Linked DNA regions of Rattus norvegicus: regions 1 and 3 are each linked to region 2. A link is a contact called in public Hi-C data. All regions are on one chromosome and are shown on one strand. The core of a region is the stretch at or near the end of the contact, and the rest is flanking DNA. Distances in the headings are between cores, read along the strand shown.

Evidence for each region. Hi-C and Micro-C count contacts between places; a contact is called where the count stands out from the background.
Region 1: a contact with region 2 is called in a Hi-C map of liver, with 2.6 times the contacts expected there. The contact joins two enhancer-like sites. A contact is called at or near these places in 3 of 12 Hi-C or Micro-C datasets (kidney and liver).
Region 3: a contact with region 2 is called in a Hi-C map of liver, with 7 times the contacts expected there. The contact joins two enhancer-like sites. A contact is called at or near these places in 4 of 12 Hi-C or Micro-C datasets (hepatocytes, kidney and liver).

What each region holds. Positions count from the first base shown.
Region 1 is chr11:90,252,207-90,255,168 of GRCr8, forward strand. No RefSeq gene overlaps it. Among named protein-coding and RNA genes, the nearest start is that of Bcl6, 110 kb to the right of the region's middle. Within about 2 kb of position 1,290, at least 2 of the 93 cell types and tissues checked have an H3K27ac peak or open chromatin away from gene starts, as enhancers often do. A contact at or near this core is called in liver, where this site is marked.
Region 2 is chr11:90,136,592-90,139,524 of GRCr8, forward strand. No RefSeq gene overlaps it. Among named protein-coding and RNA genes, the nearest start is that of Lppos, 210 kb to the left of the region's middle. Within about 2 kb of position 1,445, at least 10 of the 93 cell types and tissues checked have an H3K27ac peak or open chromatin away from gene starts, as enhancers often do. A contact at or near this core is called in hepatocytes and liver, where this site is marked.
Region 3 is chr11:90,219,255-90,222,508 of GRCr8, forward strand. It overlaps LOC102553356 (a long non-coding RNA gene), which reads right to left. Exons shown (of 5, transcript XR_005491441.2): 2 at 334-480. Among named protein-coding and RNA genes, the nearest start is that of Bcl6, 140 kb to the right of the region's middle. Within about 2 kb of position 1,732, at least 2 of the 93 cell types and tissues checked have an H3K27ac peak or open chromatin away from gene starts, as enhancers often do. A contact at or near this core is called in hepatocytes and liver, where this site is marked.

The sequences.
Region 1 (2,962 bases), core at 40-2,539, 120 kb after region 2:
GAAGCAAATAGAATTGTATGTCCTTATGCAAATGGAAGATCTAGGCTTATTTATGGGAGGCATCAATACTAAGCTTGGAGAAGCCCTAAGGCCCACCCTAGGCCATTCTACTGAAGCCTAGATTTCAAGGCCCTCATGCCTTTGGCAACTCTATAATCCTCACTGCTTGGATCTCTTTCCACATAGTAGTGAGAAGTCCCATTGGAGACAGCTATCTGGGCTGTGTTTCACAGTTTCAATAAATAATGTTTGTTCATGTTTGATTTTGGAGTTCTCAACAGTAACTTTTTGAACAGTTTGATTTATGACTGCTTTCTTTATCCCAGTCTTTGTCTTAAAAACGTTTAAGTAGGAATGATTGTGTGTGCGCACGTGCGTTTGTGTCTGTGTGTCTGTGTGTGTGCCTTAGACTTTGTTTCTAAAGTGGTCCAGAGCAAACAAAACTTCTCAGCCAGATGACAGCCCTAGACAAACAATCCATGTTGCGCTGTGTGTCTTTTGTAGGCCTGCAACATACTGGTTTTCCTGCTTGAGTGCAGCGTTCCTCAGAGCCTGTTCAAGGAAGACTTCCAGACCTAGCCAGCCTCACTGACATGTCTTTCAAGACAATCTCTTCCCAGCATATCAAACATTTACTTTTTTCTCTCATTCCCCACCCTTTCCGCCCCTGCTGGCTCCCTTCCTCTGCTCAGCATTTCCCTGGTTGTCAGAACTTGTCTCTCATCAGTTCCCTTGAAGCCTCGAAACACCCAACACAGTGCCCTTAACAAACAATGCACTGTGGTGATGCAACAGCCCAAGGTGTCAAAATAATTAGGTAATTAGAGCAGAGGAAGGTCAGAGTTTCCTCTGTCTGGAAAGACAAACACAGGCACACAAGGAAAAAAGAGCTAAAGAAGGAAACGTTTCCCATCTCCCGTTGTTTCCCACCTTGTTCTTGAGCTTTGCTCCAAAAACCCCAAACTTGGATCAGTTTGATCCCTCACCAGGTACTGGGAGTCCATCTGACTTAGAAGGTGTGGCCAGCTTGAACCCTTTAAGGTTTCAACACACAGCTTGTTTTTGTCCCTCCTTGTTTATTTTCACACCAGCCCCACCCTAAGCTTCTGTGCAATGGCTCCCAGCAGTGGCTCAATGCCACACATGGGATATTGCTCAAAGGGGGCTGTGGGTGCTGAGGACAAAGTCTTCTCCCAAAACTCAAGGCTTTCAGGGTCACCGACCTTTGTCTCTTTGTTCATGTTTTCAGTATGCAACCAAGAGCCTGACTCTGTGAGGGACTGTGTGGGGGTAGCAGAAAGGATGCAGACGTACTGTCTGTCAGAGGACTGCTACCTGGCGGTAGTGGCCACGAGAGAGACTGAGAGCTTTGACTGAGAGTAGAAGTTTCTCTGGAGGTGGAGGAAGGTGGCAAGACCAACCCCTGAGGGTGTGCATCAGGAAAAATGTTGAGTACAGCATTTGAAGGACACGTCGTCTTCTCTAGACAGGCAAGAAAAAAAAGGGCATTGTAGCTAGAGGAAGAACATGTACAGTGCCAGGGGAGACTCAAAAGCTCAGTGTTTGCCCAGAGTGAGCTTCTTCTAGAGGTTGGTGGAAATGAAGACTCAGCCGAATCGACTGACTGGGGCAAAATGAGGGCATCGTTAAGATCTTGGGGAGTGGACCTGCCCTACAACTCCAAGGACCAAATGGAAGGTTAGAAACAGAGGAAAGATGAACTAAGTCTACGTGAGGGTGGAAACTACTGTCCCACAACCATGCTCCTGTTCTCACCAAACTCTCCCACACCATCTCCATTGACATCCCTATTTTCTTCAGCCATAAGATAAGGCAGCTTGCAGCTTACCTTCACCCCTCAGAGGATGAGCTCTGGGGTTCTGGAAACTTTCCTGTTCCCAAAGAAGCCAGTTAAAAGGGTAGGATATAGTCAGATATACATAGAGCTTTGCCCCAGAGAGTTCCAGTTCTCAACTGAATCTGTTGTTAAGAGCTGGGTTATCCTGGGCAAACCTCGAAACTCCTCTAAACTTGGTTGGCTCAGGTAGAGTGGCCTGATAGGAGCATCCTGTTTCCTCACTAAGGTTTCTAGTCAAGGCAATGAAAACGCAGTACTTATGTGAATCGCAGGGAAGTGTCTATCAATTAGACCAGACCAGCCAACTCCTATTAGCCTGTAGGCAGCTCTCAGAAGCCAGGAGGGCTCCTTGCTTCAGTTCCTCTGCCTCACCTCTCTAAACAAATGTCACTGTGTATCCTGAGCACAAAACACTGCATGAACCTGAAAGAGAAGGTGTGGCCACTTTTGGGTCGTCTTTTGGAATCTGGTTCATAACAAACTTTGTTTTTGTGACAGACCATTCTCAGGCCTTCAGACCTCCCGCTCACTTGTTCTGTGTCACAGAGACAGCAAGCAGCTGGATATGGTTGGGAGCCAAGCTATTTGTGGGTTTGGGGAGATGGCTAAGGGTTTGGAGAATAATGTTTGAGTAGAGCACTTCAGACACAGGTGGAAGCATCAATCAATGGGCTATCTTCTTCCCATTAAATAACATAACTACGTAGATGCTTGCTACCAGTGGACCTGAGTGCCTGCCTTCTTTATTTTCTAGTCCGTGACCCTTGCAGTGGTCATGAATTAAAATGGATGTCCAACTGTTCCATGAGGCAGCTAAGGGGGATTTTGCATATTTAGTAAGTCATATTACTTTTAAAGCAACAGGCCCCATACACCAGGTCTGATATAGACCTATGACGTTTTCAACTAAGTAGCCATTAGGTCCTGGAGTTGTTAAGCAGTTCAACTTGTTTAAAGAGCTAGCTAAAACAGATTTGTTTTTCAAAATCTTAAATTTAAAAACTTGGCTTTACTCGAGGAATCTTTATTTTAAGACGTTGGTATCATTCAATTACAGCTTGTTTATAGATTTCTTGGGAATCTTAATTCATAATTTTTAATATT
Region 2 (2,933 bases), core at 195-2,694:
CAGGGCTCTGGAAAACAGGCCACTCGTACAAGTGTCACCGCTGAGATTGCTTATAATCCGTTCCAGACCTTTCCCTCCCCTCTTCCTGCGAGGCTCCATCCTACCCTGTTTGCTCAACTCTTCAGTCATTAGATTTGAAAACCAAGGGTCACACTTCCCCTCCCCCACAAACATACTCACAATGTCATGACGGGAGTTTAGAAGCCAGCAATTTTGACAAATACACAGTTAAGATTCTATCCGACAATGACCAAGACAAGTAAAGTACGAATTTTCATTTGAAGCATCCGAGGAAGACATTGAGTGGCTTTGTTTATTAAAACTCGAGTCGAACAGGCTTTCAAAGTACGTTGTATTAACTAATCTTCCAGAAGTTTCCAGTGGGGAGCAGAGCTTGACCTGCCTTGTACCTACATGTGTGGGCCAGCTGTGGGCATTTTCTCCTCACCCGGTGTTACTGACATTGTGGAATCCATAGCGCTGTGGTGCAAGTACTTAACAGCCAATCATATATTTCGTTTTGTCTTATTTTATTTTTATTTATTTATTTTTAACCACCATAAAACCAGTCGTTAAACATTTCCCAGCCACCCAGGCTTGCAGTTGATTGAGAGTGGCACCGACTGGCACTCAAATGCTCTCTGTCATGTGTGCAGGCTTCTCTTCAGGGCCGGTTTTTGCCTCTAACCACAAAGTCATACCTGAGTGCCATTCTTTAAATGGGAGATTCTTTCCATCTGAGTTTGCGAAAATCACACTGATGGGTTTCCACTAATAATAGTCCTGTGGTGTGTGTGTGTGTGTGTGTGTGTGTGTGTGTGCATGCACTCGCGTGTGCGTGGCTTGTAAAGAATTTGCACGTCCCTCATCACTCTCAAGCTTCATATGAGTCTTCTCTCCTTGGTAGAAAGGAAAGACTAGGAAAGGGTCTGACAGGGGACATGACTGCTCCTACAGTCAGAGACCTCGCAAGGGGCAGGTGGGCCTTGAACCATCTTCAGCTCCCTTGTTCTAGGCACTTGCCTCTTGCCAGCTGTTTCCTTCACCTCGGACACTCGAAATGCCTGAAGGGTAGGGTACTGTCTGCAGCACGGAAGTGTCTGGCAGCAAACGGAGGTTAACACACCAGACTTGGGCTTTGACAGGAAGGGATAGGCTCTCTGGCTTGGGGGTATGAACATAGGCCACCCATTTCACTAGTCTGCTGCAAAGAAAGGTGTCCCCTTTTGTTCCCCCTTGGTGCTTGGTTTTCTGTGATTCCATTAAACACTGTTATGGGGACCTTGTGTTTTTGGTCCTTCTCTCAGTAAGAATTTGGAACCTCTCAAATGACCCAACATAAACGCTCCACCTCCCCTCTTGCACAACCCCCACCCGTTACTGCCCAGCACTGTATTGATTGGAAAGTGTTTCACAACACGTTTTCAAAACATGCCGAAGGTCGAGACTGAGTGACTCACACGCAGTCACATTTCTGCTTTAGTCCCTCCTGACTTTATTGGTTAGGTTGGCTAATGGAAGTCCCTAAAGAAACTGTTAACTCTGTCTAATCCTGGCCAGGAGGATTAGTAGGTGGCGTCACAAAATAATTCCTAATCATGTCTGTGGTGACAGACCTGTGGAAATCTCTTTGGTTTTGGATGCCAAGTCTCGAGAAGAGTAGGCAGGCAGGAGAGGGTTTCTGAGCTCACTTTGCCAGCTCTGGCTCCCAGAATATCAGAGAGCAGACAAAGTCAGGTGAGCGAGTTAGCTGATAACCGAGGCTTTCCTGCTGCTCTGGTGATCTACTCCGCTCCATTAGTCTGTGGAACTCGGGGCTGTGACCCTGATTCAGGCCTGCAGAGCTGGCTGCCAGAGGCCAAAGGAGGCTACCCTGGGCAGTAAAGAATGCCTCAGAGCATAGTAGTCATGGGTAGTTCCGGGTTAGATCTGGGTTGACACACAGCCTTATCTCCACCACCTGAGGTTTCGAACCAGCAGCTTGACCAATTAGCATCTTGCTTTTCTACCACCTGGTAAAGGAAGGCCTTGGTGATGCTTTCTTTCCCAGGGTTGCTTGCAAGAGCAAATGATAGAACGTACGTGAAGCACCTCTAATGTCGGGGAAAGCCTGCAGCTTGGCTCCTCATGGACTACTAGAACACTTGGCTTTTGGATTCTTTACATGTAGACTTTTTGAATCATTAAAAAAATATTATTTTAAAAAGTAATCTGTCATAAAAATGAAAGCTTCCAAGTGAGTTATCCAGAATCACCTTGAGGTTGAAAATGTTCTTAGTGATCCCCTTCCCCAGGATTTTACCCTTTAAGTATCTTGAAGGCCCTTTCACTTTAGCATAACGTAATCACAGAAATAGTATCACAAAGCTATGGTAATAATAATGCTATCTGCAGGTTGTTTCATCAGCCTAGCTCTCTTCAGCCACTTCTCTCTACTTCCCTCCAGCCCCAGGCGGCCAATCCCTCCTTCCTGACTGGAGAACTACCAGTATAAAAACAGCGAATCCCATCGTGTTCAGTTAAGATTCATCATGTACATTCCCAGTGAGGAATGGCCATAAAGTCTTTCTGCCTCACTGGGACTGATCCCCATGCTACCCCAGTCTGTCCCTTCATCAGCAAATGTCAGAGACCTTGGCAATCACAGCTCCTACCCCTTGATTTTAGAAATGAACAACCTAAAGTTCAGAGTAATAAAGTGACCTTCCCAGGGCCTCACAGCTCACTTATGGCAGAGTCAGGATCTGGGTACCAGAATTTTCACTGCTTCAATGAACCAGACACCAAGAGAACCCAGAAGAAGGAGGAATAAAATAGATCGTTATGGTGTGTGTTGGACATCTGGTTTCCAAGGAGAGTTTATATTAAGTAGCAATGAAGCCTCAAAAGCTATGGTAGCTAGCTTGAATGAACTTATGTAATCAACATTTATC
Region 3 (3,254 bases), core at 482-2,981, 83 kb after region 2:
GTGACAGTAAAGAGTCAAAAGAATCTACGTTCTTGTCTGTATCTGGATTCTTGTTAGAGATAACAAACCAATACTTATAAATATAGAACTAAATTTATAATTTATAGAACTAAATTTATTTATATTATTTTGTTATATTATATTATACTATTATATTATACCATTATATTATATTATACTAAATTTATTATATTATAGAACTAAATTTATAATTTATAGAACTAATTTTAGTTCTATAATTTATAGAACTAAAAGGAGGCACAGAGATGAGCAGAGTAAAATGAGGAAATCTAAATAACGTAGGTTGTATCATCCAGAGATGTTGGGACACACCTTGTAATTCCAGTGCTCAGGAAGCCGAAAGGAAGGTTGCTGCCAATCTGAGGTCACATTAGGCTATACAGTGAATTTGATGTTAGTCTGGGCCACATACCAAGACTTCGGCTCTGATAAAACACTACACCATCACAGATATTAGCACTAGGAGAGACAAGGTAGAGAATACATAAGCTTCCCCTCTGTTACCTCTTATACCTGCATTAAGGCTACAGCTTTACCGTGATACATTTTTCTCCAAGAGTGGGAGATCAGCTGAGTTCACTAGTGAACTTTTACAGGAAATAATGACACCACTTCTCTTTCAGAAGACAGTGTAATGGGAAATACTTTCCAAATGCATTCATCCAGGCCACCATTATCATATTACAAAAGTCAGATAGTTAATACAAAGGAAGACAAATTCAGCAGTTATCTGTTTTCTGTTGGAGCAGAGAAGCAACCCTTTTGAGCAAAATAATACAATTGAATCCAATAATGCTTCAAAAGGAGACAGCTCAGGGAGTGTGAGCACCCACTGTGGAACCATGTGGGCCTGAGTTTGAATCCCCAGCACCCATGACATAGCCCCACCAGACATGGCTGCATGAGGCTGTCACTAGCATTGGAAGGTAGAGACCAGGAGCTCACTGGCCGGTCTGCCGGGATAGGAAAGGTGAGACTGGGTTCAGCAAGAGATTCTACCTCAAGGGAGTCAGGTGGGGAGCAATGGAGAAAAACAGACACCCACTTCCAGCCTCTACATGTGTGCACATAGGCGTGCATACCTGTATCCGTGTATGTGCCTGCACACACACAGAATCAGTCAGTCAGTCAGTCACTCAGTCAGTCAATCAATCAATCAATGGATCGATCAATCAGGTAAAAATTAAAATTTATGAACCATGACCAAGTGGGACTTATCCTAAATATGCGAAAAAGGTGGTTCGTTATTCACAGACCAATTCATGTAATAACATAGTGACTGGTTAAAAAGCAAACATCACACAAGCATATTAATAATACAAAAAAGGTATTTGATAAAATCCAATACCCATTCATGGTCATATATAACCATGGTGGGTACTTGGCACCATCTCTTTGTCAAAACCCATAGAACACACAGCTGCTACAGTGGACCCTGACACAAACTATATGCTTTGACTGATAATACTGTGTCACTCATTGTAGAGTCACTGACTTTAATGTTCCTCTGGGGTGTGGGACATCAATAGTGGGGGTGCTAGTGCATGTGAAGAGACAGAGTTCTTCCTAAAGGTGCTGTAAAAAATAAAGCTCACAGCAGCAACAAAATCAAGTAACAGAAAAAGCAGGGAGACTTGTAAGCGGTGGCCCTGTGCTCTCCTGGAACCCCTGTGGCTCTCTGGAACCCTACTGGGGAGAGCTAGTTTCTCAACAGAGATTTCATAATGACCCTAGCACAGTACACTAGTTGTTTCTCTCACACTCGTTCAATCATGAATGTGGATGGAGTTTTCCAGAGGCGACATGACATGTAATATTGCAACAGAGGGCATGTGGCAGCAGCTAGGGCATTCAGCTGTCCCCAGTTAAGCAAGACACTAGAGAGACTTTGAAAAAAAGAGAAAAAAAGTTAAACAGTAATTGTCTTCTCCCTGGGTCAGTTTTGGTGAGGAAAACAGCTGGGGTTTTGTTTGTTTGTTTTTTAATATGCTGCTTTGGCTCGTAATGAATTTATTATTTAAATAAGCGAAAATAAGCATTTTCTTAAAAAAGGAATGTGACAGACTTGCTCCTCCGTTCCTCTGTGCAGATTAACGCACAAGAGGAGTTACCAAGGTGCCAGTGTGGATTATCACTTCCGAATGAGTGTTGAGGAGTCTCAGAGGACACGGACCCTGCTCACAAAAGAAAGCAGAGGTTCCTCCAGGGGGGATACTTGACGGAAGGTCTAGACTTGGCAGTTCGCTAAGGATGGAGAAGACACTGAACAGAGCACACAGGTACTGCGCAAGTCCACTGAGCTGTAAAACAAAACCAGAGGCACAGAAAATGGAAGTCCGAGTTGGCAGATAGGAGGGGTCAAAAGTGTGTGTGTGTGTGTGTGTGTGTGTGTGTGTGTGTAAGGTGGATGTGGGACCAGGAGGCCCAAGTTCAGTTGAATAGAAGAGGTTGTTCTGTTGCTGCACTGCTCTTCTGAATCGTGTTTATTTAGATATAGATTATTTGCAATAATTCCTCCCACTGCTATCATCTAATTCTATGAGTTTTGACAAATGCATGTAGTTGTTTAGACAGTATCACAGTCAGAGCAGAGATTAGTTTCATGAAAAGAAATATTATTTTTGGTCCTTCATTGTCAATACCTAGTCTTTCCCAAGAGCCTGGCAGCCAATGCTGTATCTTTTTTTTTCTTTCCTTTTATGAATGTCACATATGTGAAATAAATTATAGAATTTGCTTTTAGAATTGTTTCCTTGACTTACAATGAACTGGAAATTCATATCAATAGATTGTTTTTAATTGTTGGAGAGAAGTTCACTGGATTTTGTAGTCATTTCTACTAATCGATGGATGTGTGTGAGTTGTTTGCAGTGTTAGGTAATCATGATTTTTTTTGTTTTGTTTTGTTTTGTTGACACAGGGTTTCTCTGTGTAACCCTGGCTGTCCTGGAACTCACTCTGTAGATCAGGCTGACCTTGAACTCAGAGATTCTCCTGCCTCTGCCTCTGCCTCTGCCTCTGCCTCTGCCTCTGCCTCTGCCTCTGCCTCTCTGCCTCTCTGCCTCTCTGCCTCTCTGCCTCTCTGCCTCTCTGCCTCTCTGCCTCTCTGCCTCTCTGCCTCTCTGCCTCTCTGCCTCTCTGCCTCTCTGCCTCTCTCTCTGCCTCTCTCTCTGCCTCTCTCTCTGCCTCTCTCTCTGCCTCTCTCTCTGCCTGTCTGCCTGTCTGCCTGTCTG